2 separate regions of the Siniperca chuatsi genome follow, and region 2 is linked to region 1. The links are chromatin contacts, called in public Hi-C maps. All regions are on one chromosome and are shown on one strand. The core of a region is the stretch at or near the end of the contact, and the rest is flanking DNA. Distances in the headings are between cores, read along the strand shown.

The links. A called contact is a pair of places that touch in the nucleus more often than the background predicts.
Region 2: a Hi-C map of liver shows a contact between it and region 1, with 5 times the contacts expected there. The contact joins the promoter of arrdc3a here to the enhancer-like site in region 1. A contact is called at or near these places in 3 of 3 Hi-C or Micro-C datasets (liver, skeletal muscle and an unstated tissue).

Annotation. Positions count from the first base shown.
Region 1 is chrLG5:15,234,974-15,240,249 of ASM2008510v1, reverse strand. All of the region lies in intron 88 of adgrv1 (adhesion G-protein coupled receptor V1), which reads right to left. Among protein-coding and RNA genes, the nearest start is that of arrdc3a, 70 kb to the left of the region's middle. Within about 2 kb of position 3,004, the one cell type or tissue checked has an H3K27ac peak away from gene starts, as active enhancers do. A contact at or near this core is called in liver, where this site is marked.
Region 2 is chrLG5:15,305,883-15,311,042 of ASM2008510v1, reverse strand. arrdc3a (arrestin domain-containing protein 3a) reads left to right here and starts at 3,409. Exons shown (of 8, transcript XM_044198064.1): 1 at 3,409-3,965. The coding sequence starts at 3,686. It overlaps arsk (arylsulfatase K), which reads right to left and starts at 1,926. Exons shown (of 8, transcript XM_044198068.1): 1 at 1,670-1,926; 2 at 1,348-1,477; 3 at 1,060-1,219; 4 at 459-741; 5 at 175-346. The coding sequence starts at 1,777.

The sequences.
Region 1 (5,276 bases), core at 1,755-4,254:
GGGCAGTCTGCCGCTGCACAATGGATGGTTAGAAAACCAGTACCATTAATCCAATTTATATTGCACTTGTAGATATTAGCAAATCAATTGTCATAGGGGCAAACAGGTGACCACGGACACACAAACATAACTGCATGCAACCTATGCCAAAGCATAGTAAATGCATATAATGAATACTGCAAATACTACACAGCTAAAGGGCATTATCTCCTTATTATCCATTACAATATTTAGCAAAGTGAGTTATTGACTGAACATAACTAGTTTATTATTGGTCAATAGTTTACCAAGGAAACCTGTACTGGACTGACAAGGATGGCTCACATTAGCAGAAAGTCGTATGCGTGTATGCGTGTTTCATCCTGATGGCAACCTCATGATGTAATCCAGATAAGACAAATATCTGACCACCTTGGTAGATAAATAACTAAACCGATTCATGAATAACTGCTGCCTTTATAAGTATTTGCGCAACAGTAAGTGGGTGAGGGCTACAAAGGATGGTTACATTTCTATTACAACACAGATTGTTGATGTTTGCACATACTGTATGAGAGTGCACACAGTGTGTCAGGAAAGTGCTTGATACATGATGACACAAATTAGTCGAACATTGCTTTATATCCTCATGAAAGTGAGTATGATCATAAGAAATATGAAAAGGCTATGACATTACCTGAGCTTTTAATTCTGTGTTGCAGATTTTATGGTTTGAGATGAATAACCATTGTGTGAAGTTGATTTTAGTGCAACATAATGCAACATGATCAAGCAGTAGGCTGTATACTACGGACAGGTGTAAGTCTAAGTTTAGTATCCCTTTCAATGCCCTTTACTTCATCTAGCCTACCAAGATGAAGATGATCAGGCTAAAATAGACTACAGAACACATGCCACATGAAATCTCAGTATTTTTTAGGTCAGATCACCTTCAGAAGCTAGTTTAGTTTGCTGACTATATCTGCCAAAAAACTGATTGCTTGGTGTTAAATAAGATGGTCTATTTACAGTAAACCAAGCACTGCAAGCACTACACATTTGAAACTGATCAACAGTTAGTTGGGTGACTGCTAAAAAACTCGATGAAATGTGCCAACAAAATGAAGGAAAGAAAACGCTGCAAGCTGTCATTGATGGAAAGAATGCAAGTTTCCAAACACTCCAACCTGGTCTGCAAATGTTTTGTTGAGAAATAAATGTGACACAGGCCTCAAGGACATACGCAATGTGTTCTTGTGAGAAACATTGAATGTAAACACAACTGTGTTTACAAGAAAACTCCACAGGGTACCTTTAAGGACTAGCAGTCATTCCATTGTTGGTGATGTTATTACACTGTGACGAAAATGGTCCTGGCAGACATCTCAAATGTTTGGTGAGTCTCTGAGAGCAAGTTGAGGGTCTGTAACCAGTTTAGGGAAACGCAACATGACAAAATATCATCATTGGTAAAACTGATGAGTCACACCGGATGTGACCAGCCACTTTCGCAGAGATAGAGTGAGAAGGAGCGGGAGAGACAGTCTTGGTGCAGCTTGTAATGTCACAGCTCCCAGCTAAGCCCAGCTGCAGCCAGAATGATAAAGGGGACAGAGAATAGAAACAGGGACATTACTCATCATTTTGTGAAATAATTAAGGTTGGGTGAGAGGAGAAGGAAAAGGACAGATGAAAGTAAAATAGGAAAATGAAGACATGAAAGAAAATTTACGAGCAAAAAAATTGCTATTAGTTTGTATAGTTTAGCCTAATTTTTCGGCATCAGGGAAAACAGACAAGGTCACAATGAACAGTGAGTGTTGTATGGAAGAAAGAGGCTGCTGATTTGAAAAGTCGGATCATATGAGGAGGAGAGGAGTCAGGGCAACACTAGGCACAAGGTGTTGGACAAGCCAGGAGAGCGTAATGTGAGTCTCCCAAGAGGCCGTCTTCACCTCTCCACTGTCCTGTCTACGCACACACACACACACACACACGTTTGTTTCACTATCCCCATCATTGACATAATGTTTTCCCTAGTCCCTTACCCTAACCTTAACCATCACCCTAACCCTTACCCTACCCCTAACCTTAACCTAACTGTAACCTGTACCCTAAAACCAAGTCTTAACCCTCAAAAAGCAGTCTCTACCCATGAGGACCTCAATTTTTGTCCCCACAGTGATACAGAGTCCCTATGGGTTAGTGTGCATTCAGGTTAAACTCCCTACCGGGATACACACACGCACACACAGTAACACAGGCTCTGACTGCTGATACTTTATACCCTTCTATCACTTGCCTGCCATTAGCTCATGCTGACAGACAGTAAAGAGCTTAGAATTGCATTAAAATCTTATCAAGGACATGCAGTATATTTTATCTTGCTGCATATTCTTTAACAACTGCAAGCAAAAATAACATCCTAAGACACACTGTAAAGAAAATTTTTGTTAAAGCATTAAGGGACCTTTCATGTGCAGTTTCTGAGAAAAATATACAGGAAGAATCTGAGAATGGATGGGAGAAGGAATAAGTAAACACTGTGTTTTCTTCTCATTCTTTCCCTTCTTTTGCTTTCTCATTTTGTTTCCAAACACTTGTGGGGATAAGCATAGAATACGATAAGATAGCCATATTCCCTGACGTCAACCAGAGAAGTATACACACATAGACACACAAAAACTCTCTCTGTTTATTGATTTAATGATTGATTGGTCATGATGGGAAAAGATAAACTTCCTTAGGAAAAGCAGAGTCACTCACTTCATTTACATGGACTTGTGTTGATCTTCTGTTCTGCAGACAAAGATGCGGTAAGGTCTTGGATTACGCAATTTATACATGCCTTTTCCTTTCCTGGAGTACTGAGGAACTGCATGCACGCTCGTCCAAAACCTAAAATCCCCCTCCCCCCCATGTACACATACACACTGACGACAAACAGGAACTTTTAGGAATCCGACAGCAATCAGACAGCTTCTTTATTCTGCTCAGAGACTGGAAGTGAGGGTGGTGGGTGGTGTATGGGGGGGGGGTAGAAATTAGTGTTTATGTGCGTATGTTTGTGGAGTGAGGTGCAGACTTCAGAATGCTGGATTCAGTCCAAGAGCTAACAGGAAATCCTTTATAATCAGAACTACGAGTCACCTAAACACTTCCCAGATTCTGGAACAAAGCACTGGGACCACTGGGGTAAACACTTCACTGAGTGTGTGGGAATGGCTGTCTGGGATGTGGAAGGCTATTTTATTACAATGGATGATAAATTAAGTTGTGTTTTGTTTGCAATAGAGTTGGAGATTAGATTTTCCTTTCCCACACCGGCACCTGGATACGTGTGTTCAAGCACCCACATATCTCCAAAATGCCATTCTGTATTTGACCAGGCTGAAGTATTATATTATATATTATATGAAATATGAGAGTTCTGTCAGTCATATGTTATTAAAAAACAACGACCTAACACCACTGCTCTGGGGAATATTTCAATACTAATATGTTTAGTGACTTTCAGAAGAAACATATCTTGTTGAAATAACAGGTCTAAATGGGGTTCCTGTAATTATCTCAAACTGTCAAAGTTGTAAATTTTACAGTTTGTTTAGTGACTACAGGTACCGCCATACAGTGCTACAGGAGAACTATAACTTCTTTGACACTTCTTCACCTTTCCCTGGAAAGACTGTCAGTAACCCATGTCATGTCCTGTTAGGAAATATTAAGGAAAACACCCTCTAATTTTTTCTGAAATAGTGGGAAAGGGATGAATCTAAATGGGATTATGAAGTGCCCTAGGAGCTGAAAGATGAGAAAAGGAGAGAAAAAGGGTGCAAATAAAAAGAGGAATTAAACCGTCAGCCACCTATTTGTCAAAAAATATCCATTAATTTTGTGACCTTGCTGTCTCTATTGTTATTGATTTATGTTTTGGTAAAATGAATGCAGACTAATGACGGCAGTGATCTGTCCCCTGGAGACACAGCAAAACGCATGAATACTGATATGAGAGTTTACAATGTGGTCTTATTGCATTTAGGACCACATATAACTGTAGTCCAAATCAAAAGTAGTGAAAAGATCAGATTCTGTGTTTTTGTTCCATTCACAATAAACCTCAGTTTAATTATCTTCACCCTGATGACGGTAAGCTAACAGAAAACATTTGGGGAGTAAAGCATTGTATATTGGAAAAGAAGTTGTGCAATGTGTTTGATTTTGATGGACTTACAATGTTCTTGAAATATAAGATAATTGTCACAGAACAGTAAAAAAAAATCTGTATTGGGAGGGACACAATTCTTAGAGAATATACAATTTTCTGTTTAAAAAATATTTCTTCAATGTGGCTTATGTGGATAACCCACTAAAACTGTATGTACATTTGCACATACATAAACTGTACTTACTGTACATACTCATCATACCAGACCTCTGATTGCCCAAGCAATAACTGGGCAATATTGCTGCTCATGTGATAAGCCCTGACATGATGATGAGCACAAAATCCCATGCACATTAAGATACATACACACAAACAACCAGGTGAGGCTCACTTACATAATACATATGCACCGGGTAAATTTCCACTCTACACAGACAATCTTCAGTTGTCTTGCTGAGGGGAGAACAAACTACTGGCCAGAGCCAGAGACTGCCACTGCATAACCTCTGATGTGACAAAGATGTGGTGCGTACACACACACACAAAACCACATTTGTTCACAGTGAGCGGACTCACGTTTTAGGTGGTGGATGGTACAAATCATTATTATCTCTCAGTAGGAGGTCCAACGTCTATATCATTGTCATCATTGTCACTGGCCGCTCTCTGTCACCCTGTGGGTGCCTTGATCCCAAAACCGGATCAGTTTGAACCTCCGACATCTTCAACAACCTGCTTCTGTATCTGAAATATTGTTGGACCTATCTAAAGCTATCTTACTAAAACTATGTAAGTCTACAGGATATATATCTAATACTATGCAGTCTCAGTTACAGTATCTTATTCATCATTTTCTAGTGTTAGACTTTTGGACACACAGTAGCTACAAGACACTGGCAATATACTGCTCTAGCTGTTTGAAGAAATTTGATGTATCCTTTCTACTTTAACTGAACTGTAAAAGGTCACACGTCACACTGACATCAATAGTTAGGGAACTACAACTACAGACTGACTTGCTGTGTGTTAGGTGGCCCTACCAACTTACATGGTACATACAATATATATATATATATAGTATATAGTACATAATTGATTGATTTTAATTTTTTGCCCACAGTTGCCTGGGAAC
Region 2 (5,160 bases), core at 2,160-4,659, 70 kb before region 1:
CTGTTGTTGCCTGCTATGCAAAGCCTTGTTTTATAGCCAGAGTGGTACACTGGCTGTACTCCAAATGTTATCACAGAGCCCAAAACACCAGGGTTAAGCTCAAAGTTAGCTGTCAAACCCACTACCTCCTGCTTAGAGAGGCCACCCCCTGGTGAATTACTGCTGTCTACTAACCCAGCATGGCATCTGCTTCAGCACACATGGCATAATAGAAGGCTCTTATGCTTTTGACTTCCTCCTCAGTGAAAACACCACTGCAGTTTTTGGTGAAGGTGGAGTAGTAGTCAACAGGGTGCATGGCAGCCATAGGCAGCCATTTAGGAACAGTGATGAGCTCAGAAGACACCTGTGTGTGTAAAATAAGAACTTTTATAGTGATCTGTATAAAAAAAACATACAATGAAATTCTGCAATAATGGAGAAAAAACATTCAAGAAACAGGGAAAGAAAAAGCATGCCTTTTTCAGCCAGTATGGTGAGGTAAGAAAGGTGGATCCTCCTCCAGTGGGCCCCAGGGATTCAGTTTTATAGGGGTGAGGTAAATTGAGGCCAAGATAAAGAGCGAAGGGCTGGTGTGAGGATGCAGCTCTCTGGTTGATCCACTGTGTAGCCGTGTCTGTGTTTTTCCAGTCTGCTCTCATGATCCTTACTGTTGACATGTTCCCAACAAGTTGCGTAACAGGCCGGCCCTCTTGGCTCAGGAGAAACTGAACATCTCGTGTCCAGGCCTCAACTCGATTACTGCAGAAGTTGCACAAACACACACAAATACCAACAAGATGCAGGCAGAGACACAAATAATGGGAAGTGGAAAAAAACATGTGAGGACAGGCAGACAAAAAAATGATTCACACTGCTCTGGAAAATAGCTTCCCACATTCACAGTATGTTGTTGCTTCTTATTCATGCAGTAGGTCACTAACAATTTTTCTGTGTATATTGGTGTGTATGTGTTATATTGAGTTTGGTGAATAGGAATAAACTGAGACCCCACTTATCTGAGTTACAGGCTCAACTTTACAGACACTCTTGTCCACATCTCTGACAGTGTCTGCCTACCTGACAGAGTGACTCCCTGAGGTGTAGTCCAGCTTGCCTATCATCTTGGTAGAATATCCGTTCACCTCCAGCAAATCCATCCATGTTGTTGCATTAGCGTCGAGGCACTTGTAGTTGTTCCATGACCGAGTGAGGTGAACAAACTGACCGCTCCACATTGCTGAGAACAAAGATTAAACTGTTGAAATACATTTATTATTCCACCTTTATTACCATCTTGAATACCACAATATATTTCTAATTGCAAGGGAAAGGGAAATCCCCAGAGCCTTTTAGAGGATAACTTACCTGCTCTTGAGGGGCAGCAAATGGGTGAGTTGGTGTAAGCATTGAGAAATGTGGTACCGAGCTCCCTGAGGTAGTTTATATATGGCAGCTGCACAACTTTGCTGCCAGGATCAAAGGTCAATCGCCCATCCTGAAGAAAGAGGAAAACTGACATTTAGACCCAAACCGACTGAGATATACAGTCACACAAAGATTAAATGGGAAAAATAAAGCATCTCTGTATGGAGTTTAATCTTGTCCTCTCATAGTGCTTTAGCCTAAAATAAACAAAAGCTACTGTTATTGTATACAGTAGTAAAGCACTGTACTGTAACATACTTACAAATGCATCACTCATCACCATCACAATGTTGGGTCTGGTTCCATTTTGGCACAAACTTTGACCATGAAGTTGAAACAGGAAAATCAAAGCCAACACTCCTATATTCATGACAGCGTTTCACCTACTTCAAATGCTGATGATTTGCTGTTGTAAAAGAAAAGTTTTGTCTGAACTGGATGTATTTCATCAGAGAAGACACTCAAAAAGTGTTCCTCTTTGACTGCAAGTTACTTTAGAGTCTGAGGGACTTGATATTAACATCCCGGTTACGCTTTCAAAATAAGAGTTTTCTTGATTCATTTAAATTGAAGAAGTCATCAGTGCAAATTGAATATCGTGTTTTTTTAACTTGGAAAAGAAACTTAACGTACAAACATAAATATTAAACACCCAATCATTCCACAGATTAATCAGAAGGGAAAAACGCTTAATGGGGGATACATACGCTTTTTACCATGTAATAACAAACTGGAAACTCTAGAGGGCAGCATTCATCTTTTAACAAAACATCTGTGCTGCACAATTTTGTTGAGCTGGCACTGTCAAGATCACAACTATTTATTAGTTAGGCTAATGAATGGTGAAACCAAAATAGTACCTCATATGACTGATTGATGTGAAAAGTGAATTGATGCACTTTTTAAATTATAGGAAGTAGCATGAAATATGATCAATAATTTATGGGTTTGAATCAAACGCCATCCGATTTTAATCAGATGCCATCCAATAACGTTGATGTTTGCTGCGGATCTTGCAACCATGGAGCTCCACAGACCCAGGTATTATACACCTACTTCCTGTAATTTAAATGCTCATTATGGGCAAATTGTATTGCTGAATTGATGTGGCACCTTGTAAATAATCACAATGAATTAGAAATGAAAGGGTTGTTTTGCAGTCATGAATTGTTTGATGAATACATGAGTTACAGTGCTGTTCAACAGGTGATACTGCAGCTCATTGTAGAAGCCACGATGGTCACCAGGTGGCGTTTTGAGCCTCTGAGTTGTTTTTCTGTAAACCGTGAGTTCAACACAATGAGAAATCCCAACCCCCCATATGCTCATGGATCTTTAAATCGAAATTAAAAAGACAATATATGCGATAGATGAATATATAGGAAGCTTTTTCTGCTCACCACCCCCCTTGAATCGTAGGCCTACAGCAATTCTACATGATCTGTGCTGCAGACATCATGCACGATTTTCTGTTGATTGTACATGGATGTAGAGATTGTAGTGAGCCTGGATATATGTGAGACCATATGTATCGATTATATCACAGATAAATGTGCAGGCACTTAAGTCATATGCCTAGACATAAGACTGGGAGCGGTAGGCATATAAAAGTGATTCTGAGTTGATGTACTATTTATGAATGGTTACTATATAATCACATATTATAAAGAGTGTTTTCATTTGTTTCTAGTTCAATCAGCAAACATATTCCTTATATCCATCTCTGAATTAAAAATCTGGAAACAAGTTGGGATGAGAAATTTTGGGCGGATGTATTCATGTATTTTAAATACATATAATATATAACAATATGCTAGCAGATGCCCTGTTAAGTTTCACCTTTAAAACGACTGTGGTTAACATTTCTGCAATCTTTCAGCTGTTTGACCAAACTTGTCATCTGGCTCAGAGCCACACTTCCCTCTCTGCCTTGTTCCAGAAGGCGGAAGGAGGGGGCAGAAGCCCTGCGCATGCGCTGAAGGTTGTTTTTCACACAGCCTGTCGCTTAAAGTGAGCTGAGCTACGGGGGTTTCCTTGTCTTTGACTGGAGACCAACTAGCAAAGAGGCGGATGATAACAGCATCCTCTGCTGTTATTCAGCCATCACACATCTCAATGAACTGCTCGCAAAGAAGCCACTGATCGTGCCTACTGCTTTTTGCAGGGCAGAGATACTGATCAGTGTCTAAAAACTGCATCCCCTTTTTCTTATGAGACTATTTTTTCACAGACTTTTTTTATTTGATTTCAAGGTCTCTGTAGCCTATCTCTTTTCACCATGGTGCTAGGAAAGGTAAAGAGCTTCACAGTAAGCTACGACTGTCTCAATGACAGCAATGTCCCCGTTTTCTCCAGCGGGGACTGCGTCTCAGGGAGGGTGATCATCGAAGTCACGGGAGAAATCCGTGTGAAATCTCTCAAAATCCACGCAAAAGGATTTGCAAAAGTTCGTTGGACTGAATCGAGAAATGCTGGATCCAACACTGCCTACACGCAAAACTACACAGAAGAAGTGGAATATCTAAATCACAAAGACATTTTAATTGGACACGAGAGAGGTAAGGGAGTATAATTTTTTTTTTTTTTATTGTTTAGCAGAAGTTTTAGAGAAACTGACTGGGAGATGCCCTTTGTGCCGGTTCACTGGAGGATGCTGTTGTCCTGAATGTTAGAAACAGTGATAATAACACAATATGCACAGACAGATGAATAACTTTCATGTTACACCCTCTTTATGTGGTGGTGTTGGTATTAAAGTAGTTGGTCACATTGGCCAGATACAGCTCCATCATTACTTGTTTGTGTCAAGGTGTCAGAATGGATGACAGCAGCTCAGGAAACTGTATTTTTCATAGTATTTTAAGTGTACAGCGAGAATTATATAATTCTTTTTAGATACAGGGCGATAGAGTAATGACTTGCAGTGATGTATATACAGCTTTGTTAGACATTTTCAATGCTGAAACGCATCATATTGGGTGTTTCTTTGTAGCTTTTCTTAAGTTTCCACCCATTGTTCAAAGCGGTTCAATCCTGTTCAGAAAACTGGACCGGGATGGGGCGGAGTAAAGCACATGCCCCGTGTCATTGGCTGAGGTGCTCATGTGTGGCCAATGACATCACTCTCTTGCAGAGAGTGACATACAATTCTGCAACTTTTTAATTAAGAAAACACCTGCAGTTTGATTTAATATCAATTAAAAGCTGAGGTAGAGCTGCAAAGCTGATACGTTGTTTCATTGAAAATATTTCTAATCTGTGCATATGTTTTTCAGGAATTATAATATGCCGTTGAATTGTGCTTGAGACATATGTCCCAACACAAATGGTGTCACTTTATCCACAGAATGGTTGATATTTGTGAGAGTAAAAAGCACCCCTTTGTGAGCGTCTGTATATGCATGAACGCCTGTAGTGGTTTGGGTGTTTTCGGCCATCTGCAACATCTTTACTCTTACCACTGAATGGACGAATCGTTTCTGGTCCACTCTGCAGCAGCCTACTATGTTTGTAGCAGGTGAATTGGGTTTGGCTAGCTGTCATTCCGCGTGACTGTCAGGCGTTTAGTCATTTTAAGGCAAATCGATAAGGGCTGAGGTTTAAATGGAGGAGATGCATTGTTGCATTGTAACGATATTTCTAGCAAAGCTACATTTAGGCTCTTAATGAAACATTTCCTTTGATGCTAAAGTGGAAAACTGGGGTCGGAACAGGCTAGTAGTAGTGACTGCGGTGTCGCACAGCGTGAATGCG